Linked DNA regions of Pan troglodytes: region 2 is linked to region 1. A link is a contact called in public HiChIP or PLAC-seq data. All regions are on one chromosome and are shown on one strand. Each heading gives the region's core, a stretch centred on a gene start, on an enhancer-like site or on the middle of the called end of the contact. The rest is flanking DNA. Distances are from core to core; before and after follow the strand shown. Region 1 holds the start of PLXNC1 (plexin C1). Region 2 holds the start of CEP83 (centrosomal protein 83).

What was found. HiChIP or PLAC-seq counts read pairs in DNA pulled down with a chosen protein or histone mark.
Region 2: a contact with region 1 is called in an H3K4me3 HiChIP or PLAC-seq map of stem cell-derived excitatory neurons, with 4 times the contacts expected there. The contact joins the promoter of CEP83 here to the promoter of PLXNC1 in region 1. A contact is called at or near these places in 1 of 7 Hi-C or Micro-C datasets (stem cell-derived neural progenitor cells) and 1 of 1 datasets of contacts at active chromatin or transcription factors (stem cell-derived excitatory neurons).

Annotation. Positions count from the first base shown.
Region 1 is chr10:100,983,299-100,986,039 of NHGRI_mPanTro3-v2.0_pri, forward strand. It overlaps PLXNC1 (plexin C1), which reads left to right and starts at 1,324. Exons shown (of 31, transcript XM_509270.8): 1 at 1,324-2,741. The coding sequence starts at 1,719.
Region 2 is chr10:101,294,310-101,297,050 of NHGRI_mPanTro3-v2.0_pri, forward strand. It overlaps CEP83 (centrosomal protein 83), which reads right to left and starts at 1,348. Exons shown (of 17, transcript XM_054664609.2): 1 at 888-1,348.

The DNA of each region.
Region 1 (2,741 bases), core at 74-2,573:
CTGCCCCGGGAAGCTGGGAGGCATTTGTGCATCCTCTGGGAAGCCCCATTCCGAGAAATCATGAACCTATTCCCCAGTGGGCAATGATTCCCTGTGCTTCAGAAATTCTTGGCGGCTGTGGGGGCAACCCAGCTGTTATTCACCCTCTGGGTGAGGTGGTGAGACCTCAGGGGGTCCAAAGGATAAAAGTGGGTAATGATGAGACAGATGGAGAGCCTCGAGGGAAATACGGGGACTTGGGTCTAATAGTAGAAAGCAGGGCGGGGGCTGGTTGGTGCATTTAACTTGAGGAACTTTTCAGTCTCACTACAGAGAATGATCTCTGGGGAATTATGGCAATGGCCACAGGTGGCACTTAACTAGAGCCAGGTATGTAAGAGGCCCTGGGACTAGATATGGATTCGAATCTCGGCTCTGATATCTACCAGCAGTAGAATGCCAGCACGTTCCACAACCTTTCTATAACCATTCTCCTGGACTACTAAGTAGGGATGACAATAACAGTCACTAATTAATAGGGCTGTTATGAGAATTATGAGTCTTAACCCATGTGGTGAGTTCACAAGCGCACCCGGCACGTAGTAAGTGCTCAGTAAATGTTAGCCCCGCTCATTAGGTTAGATGGTGAGCAGAACTTTCAAAGTGCTAGGCTTGAGAGCCTGGGACTCTGTTGCCAAGGGAGATTAGAGAACCTTTGCAAATATGGGCGCTCCGGCCCCGGGGATTGTCCAGAACGAGAGTGTGGCGCCTGCCTTTCTGCCACCTCACTCATCCGACCCGGGGAAACCCACACCCTGTCACAGGGGCGCCTTGGTCCCCGGAGTCTCCGGCTTGGCCACGTCTCCCGCGCGCCTCCCCGGGGCCTCCCTCTCGCCGCTCCACACCTGTCAGCCGCTCTCGCAGCAGCCCTGTGGCCCGAGCCCGGGGCCTCAGCTGCAACCCCTTCGCACCCTGGATCCTCGCTCCGCGCGCCTGGCGTATCCCCGACCCGGCTGCTGTCGTAAACAAAACCGGGCGTTGGAGCAGCACCGCGGGCGGACGGGCGCGGGAGCCCGCTCCGTGCGCCGTTAGCGCGCCCCGGGAGCCCCAGGCGAGCCAAGGGGGCGATGGTGGCGGCCGCGGCGGGCGGCTGAGCTTTGTTATGAATAGATGAAAGAGGCCACCTACACAGTAACCCAAATTACGAGACCTCCCTCCTCCCTATCTCACCGAATCAAGAGGGGAGGGGAGATGGGCGTGGAGGGAGGGCGGGCGGGCGGGCAGGAGGCGGAGGGCGGAGGAGGAAGAGAGGATGAGGAAGGGGGCCAGTTGCATCCCACTTTCACAATGGGAAAGTGAAACGCACAAGCGCACCCAACCTCTCCAGCCCTCCCCGCCCGCCTCGCTCCTCTCCGCCCGTCCCCTCCCTTCCCCTCCGCGCCTCCCCGCGAGCGCCAGCGCTGCACACAGGAACTCTCCGGCGAAGGAGGGCGAGGAGGAAACGGTGCCGGAGCGCGCAGGGCTTGCTGCCGCCGCCGCCGCTGCACAGGCTGCCGGAGCGAGCCTGCCGCGCGCCGCCCTCCCCGCTCTCCTTCCCGGGCGAGCTGCGGGGATGGGGCGGCCGCGGGAGCCCGAGCGCGCGCAGGAACCGCCGCCGCCGCCGCCCGCGTCTCCGTTGCCGCGCGCCTGAGCCGCCGTCGCCGCCGCGCGCCCTGCCCGGGGGCGGCCCCCCCAGCCCCATGGAGGTCTCCCGGAGGAAGGCGCCGCCGCGCCCCCCGCGCCCCGCAGCGCCACTGCCCCTGCTCGCCTATCTGCTGGCACTGGCGGCTCCCGGCCGGGGCGCGGACGAGCCCGTGTGGCGGTCGGAGCAAGCCATCGGAGCCATCGCGGCGAGCCAGGAGGACGGCGTGTTTGTGGCGAGCGGCAGCTGCCTGGACCAGCTGGACTACAGCCTGGAGCACAGCCTCTCGCGCCTGTACCGGGACCAAGCGGGCAACTGCACAGAGCCGGTCTCGCTGGCGCCCCCCGCGCGGCCCCGGCCCGGGAGCAGCTTCAGCAAGCTGCTGCTGCCCTACCGCGAGGGGGCGGCCGGCCTCGGGGGGCTGCTGCTCACCGGCTGGACCTTCGACCGGGGCGCCTGCGAGGTGCGGCCCCTGGGCAACCTGAGCCGCAGCTCCCTGCGCAACGGCACCGAGGTGGTGTCGTGCCACCCGCAGGGCTCGACGGCCGGCGTGGTGTACCGCGCGGGCCGGAACAACCGCTGGTACCTGGCGGTGGCCGCCACCTACGTGCTGCCTGAGCCGGAGACGGCGAGCCGCTGCAACCCCGCGGCATCCGACCACGACACGGCCATCGCGCTCAAGGACACGGAGGGGCGCAGCCTGGCCACGCAGGAGCTGGGCCGCCTCAAGCTGTGCGAGGGCGCGGGCAGCCTGCACTTCGTGGACGCCTTTCTCTGGAACGGCAGCATCTACTTCCCCTACTACCCCTACAACTACACGAGCGGCGCTGCCACCGGCTGGCCCAGCATGGCGCGTATCGCGCAGAGCACCGAGGTGCTGTTCCAGGGCCAGGCATCCCTGGACTGCGGCCACGGCCACCCCGACGGCCGCCGCCTGCTCCTCTCCTCCAGCCTAGTGGAGGCCCTGGACGTCTGGGCGGGAGTGTTCAGCGCGGCCGCTGGAGAGGGCCAGGAGCGGCGCTCCCCCACCACCACGGCGCTCTGCCTCTTCAGAATGAGTGAGATCCAGGCGCGCGCCAAG
Region 2 (2,741 bases), core at 98-2,597, 310 kb after region 1:
GGAGGTTGCAGTGAGCCGAGATCGCGCTACTGCACTCCACCCTGGGCGACAGAGTGAGACTCAGTCATAAATAAATAAATAAAGCATTCTAACAATTCTGAACAAACTAAGTTTGAAATCAAACCTCAATACAAAAGGTGAGTATTAATTCTAACCACTTACAGGCTAAATTCATAAATATGGAGAATTCTGAATCCAGGTAACTGTAGGATAGATACCTTTAATTGTGTTTTAGTTAAATGTCAGACTTGTTTACAGACATGTTGCTTGGTAACAGAAGCACTGCTTTAACAACCTACTCTGTTTTAGAGCTGCTTAAAGTCTGAACAGATTATGAAGTATATATCATATACACGAAATTCAGACAAGTCTTTCCTTATCCTAGAGATCTGTAAGATTTGAAAGAGCTTCCTCATTTCAGCTAACTAAAGGCTTTACAAATACTTAGCAGTGGATATTCTTAAGAGCAAAATGCCCATTGATTATGGTCAAAAGTTGGACACTGAGGATTAACCAAAGTATTTAAACCCAGCATATGCTAACATATTTTAGGTGTTTATCTCAGTAATGACAGTCGACATCACTGTTCATTCAAATTGTCTTCAAAGCCAAGGAAAATGGTAGCATAGCTTTTTCATCGTAAATTAAGCTGGAGGTACTTAAACGTTTGGCCAATTACCAAACTGGCTACACAACCACCAAGCCAGAGTGCCTCCAAAAGCTCCATGAAGAGTTTCACGTGCGTCTCTCTGCCTACTTTTCTAGCACGAGCTTCCACTACTTTACCAGGAAAATAAAAAAAGGATTCAAGGGCAGTTTGTGGAGGGACAAAATGAGTATTCCAAAATACAAACAAGACACCGTCCCCAGAAAGAGAGGTTACATACCAGACGCACGCACGCTCCTTGCAACCCGCTCACGGAAAACTTAAGTGACCGCAGTTCTGGCCGCGCTCGCCACCGGGGACACCTCCACAGCTCCAACCACAGGCACCCACTCAACTCCGCTTACGGAGGCATTGGGACTAAGGGTTACGGTCCTACAGCGGGGTGTCGGCCCAGCGAGAGGAAGAGGGCCGAACGAACCCCTCGAGCTCCCGTCCCTAGGGAAATGTGAAGTATCCCGGGAGAGGTCCGAGGGCGGCGGCGGCGGCGGCGGCGGTGAAAAGCCCCACTCCTCCGCGTGGACCGGGATCCTCAGGGGTGCGGCGCCACCCCACGTGCTGACGTATGGCCCAGAAGCCGCCTCATCGCACCGCCCCACCAGCCTGGAGGAGCGGGCTCTGTCCCTTGGCCCAGCGGCGCGCGAAGCAGGAAGTCCCACCCCCCACGCCGACGTCACCCACGCCACCGACGCCGGTTGCTGCCGGAGCCGTTAGAGGGAGGAGACAAACGAACCGAGGCGGGAGCGGCCACGGGTGACACAGCGGCAGCGGCGGGGCCGGGCTGCGCTCCCGAAGGCGTTCCTGGAGGGCCCTGGGATGGACTCAGAGATCCCCAGAGCCCCAGGGGACGGAAAATCTAGCCTCGGGCACTTGCCTTGGAGTCTGAGTGATGCGCGTCGTTGGAGCGCGAAGCCGGTCTCCCTAGCCTCCGCCCGACACAGCGTCTCCAGGGGTTTTCCTCCTTTTCGCGCCTCTCCTTCCCTCTTCCCCACACCATTTGAGAGCCTCAAATGGTAGTCCTGCCGCCACCTCTCTCCCTTCGCCAGCCTGCCATCGTCCCCATGGGTGCAGATATGCGCTCCCGAAGCCGCCTGCCTGTCGCGTCTGCCTCGGGCATCAGCCCACGAGTGGGGAGTCGGCTCAGCTTGCCACGAGGGAACCTCGGGTTAGGACCAATCGCCCGGGAGAGAGCCCTCCTCGCCCCCGCACCTCCTGCTCCAAGTCTCCTGTCCTGGTTATCCCAAGTTCAGGGCCCACCTGGGGTCACATGGGGAACTACTTGTCTTAAGGCTGTAAACAATAGTTGGAAGAGGAGTTGCTAGCTTTTGAGAACTTCCATGATCATCCAAAGGCTGAAACAAAGTAGGCGGTCAGCCTTTCAAAATACGTGTTGGAAGAAACAGACACCTTCCCATCCCCAGCGTTTGTTCAGTGCCTTGGTTGGGCTTTGATTCTCACTGCTTTGTGAAGTACAGCTTATTTTTACCCCCAAGATTATGATTTTCAGGCTGTAGTTATTATTAGGCAACTGAGAGGTGATTTTGTTGTTGTTGAAATGAGGGAAAACGGGCCATTAGAAAGGACCGTGTCTCTTAAGAGGAGGGAAAAAAAGGACAGCGAGTTGGTAATGGAATGTTGCTGGATGGATTACATAGATGAGACATGGGAGATAGAATAGAGAATCCAGAAATTCTCGTGTATGTGTGAGTGTTTAGTATAATAACAGTGGCTCACATTTGCTGAGCATTTGTGTGGCAAGTACTGGAGTACTTTTTCAGGTTATCTTATTTAACTCTAACATTTCTGTAAGGTAGGTGCAATTGTTATCTCCATTTTACAGAGTTGCCCAAAACCATTACTTTTAAACGCTGGAGCCAGACAACTCCAGAAATCTCTGTGGTAGCCAGTAAACTATACATGACAAATTATTGGTCAGTAGGAAAAAGATCATTCGGGAAATGGCGGTGGCTCACGCCTGTAATCCCAGCACGCTGGGAGGCCAAGGCAGGTGGATCACCTGAGGTCAGGAGTTCGAGACGACCCTGGCCAACATGGTGAAATCCCATCTATTAAAAAT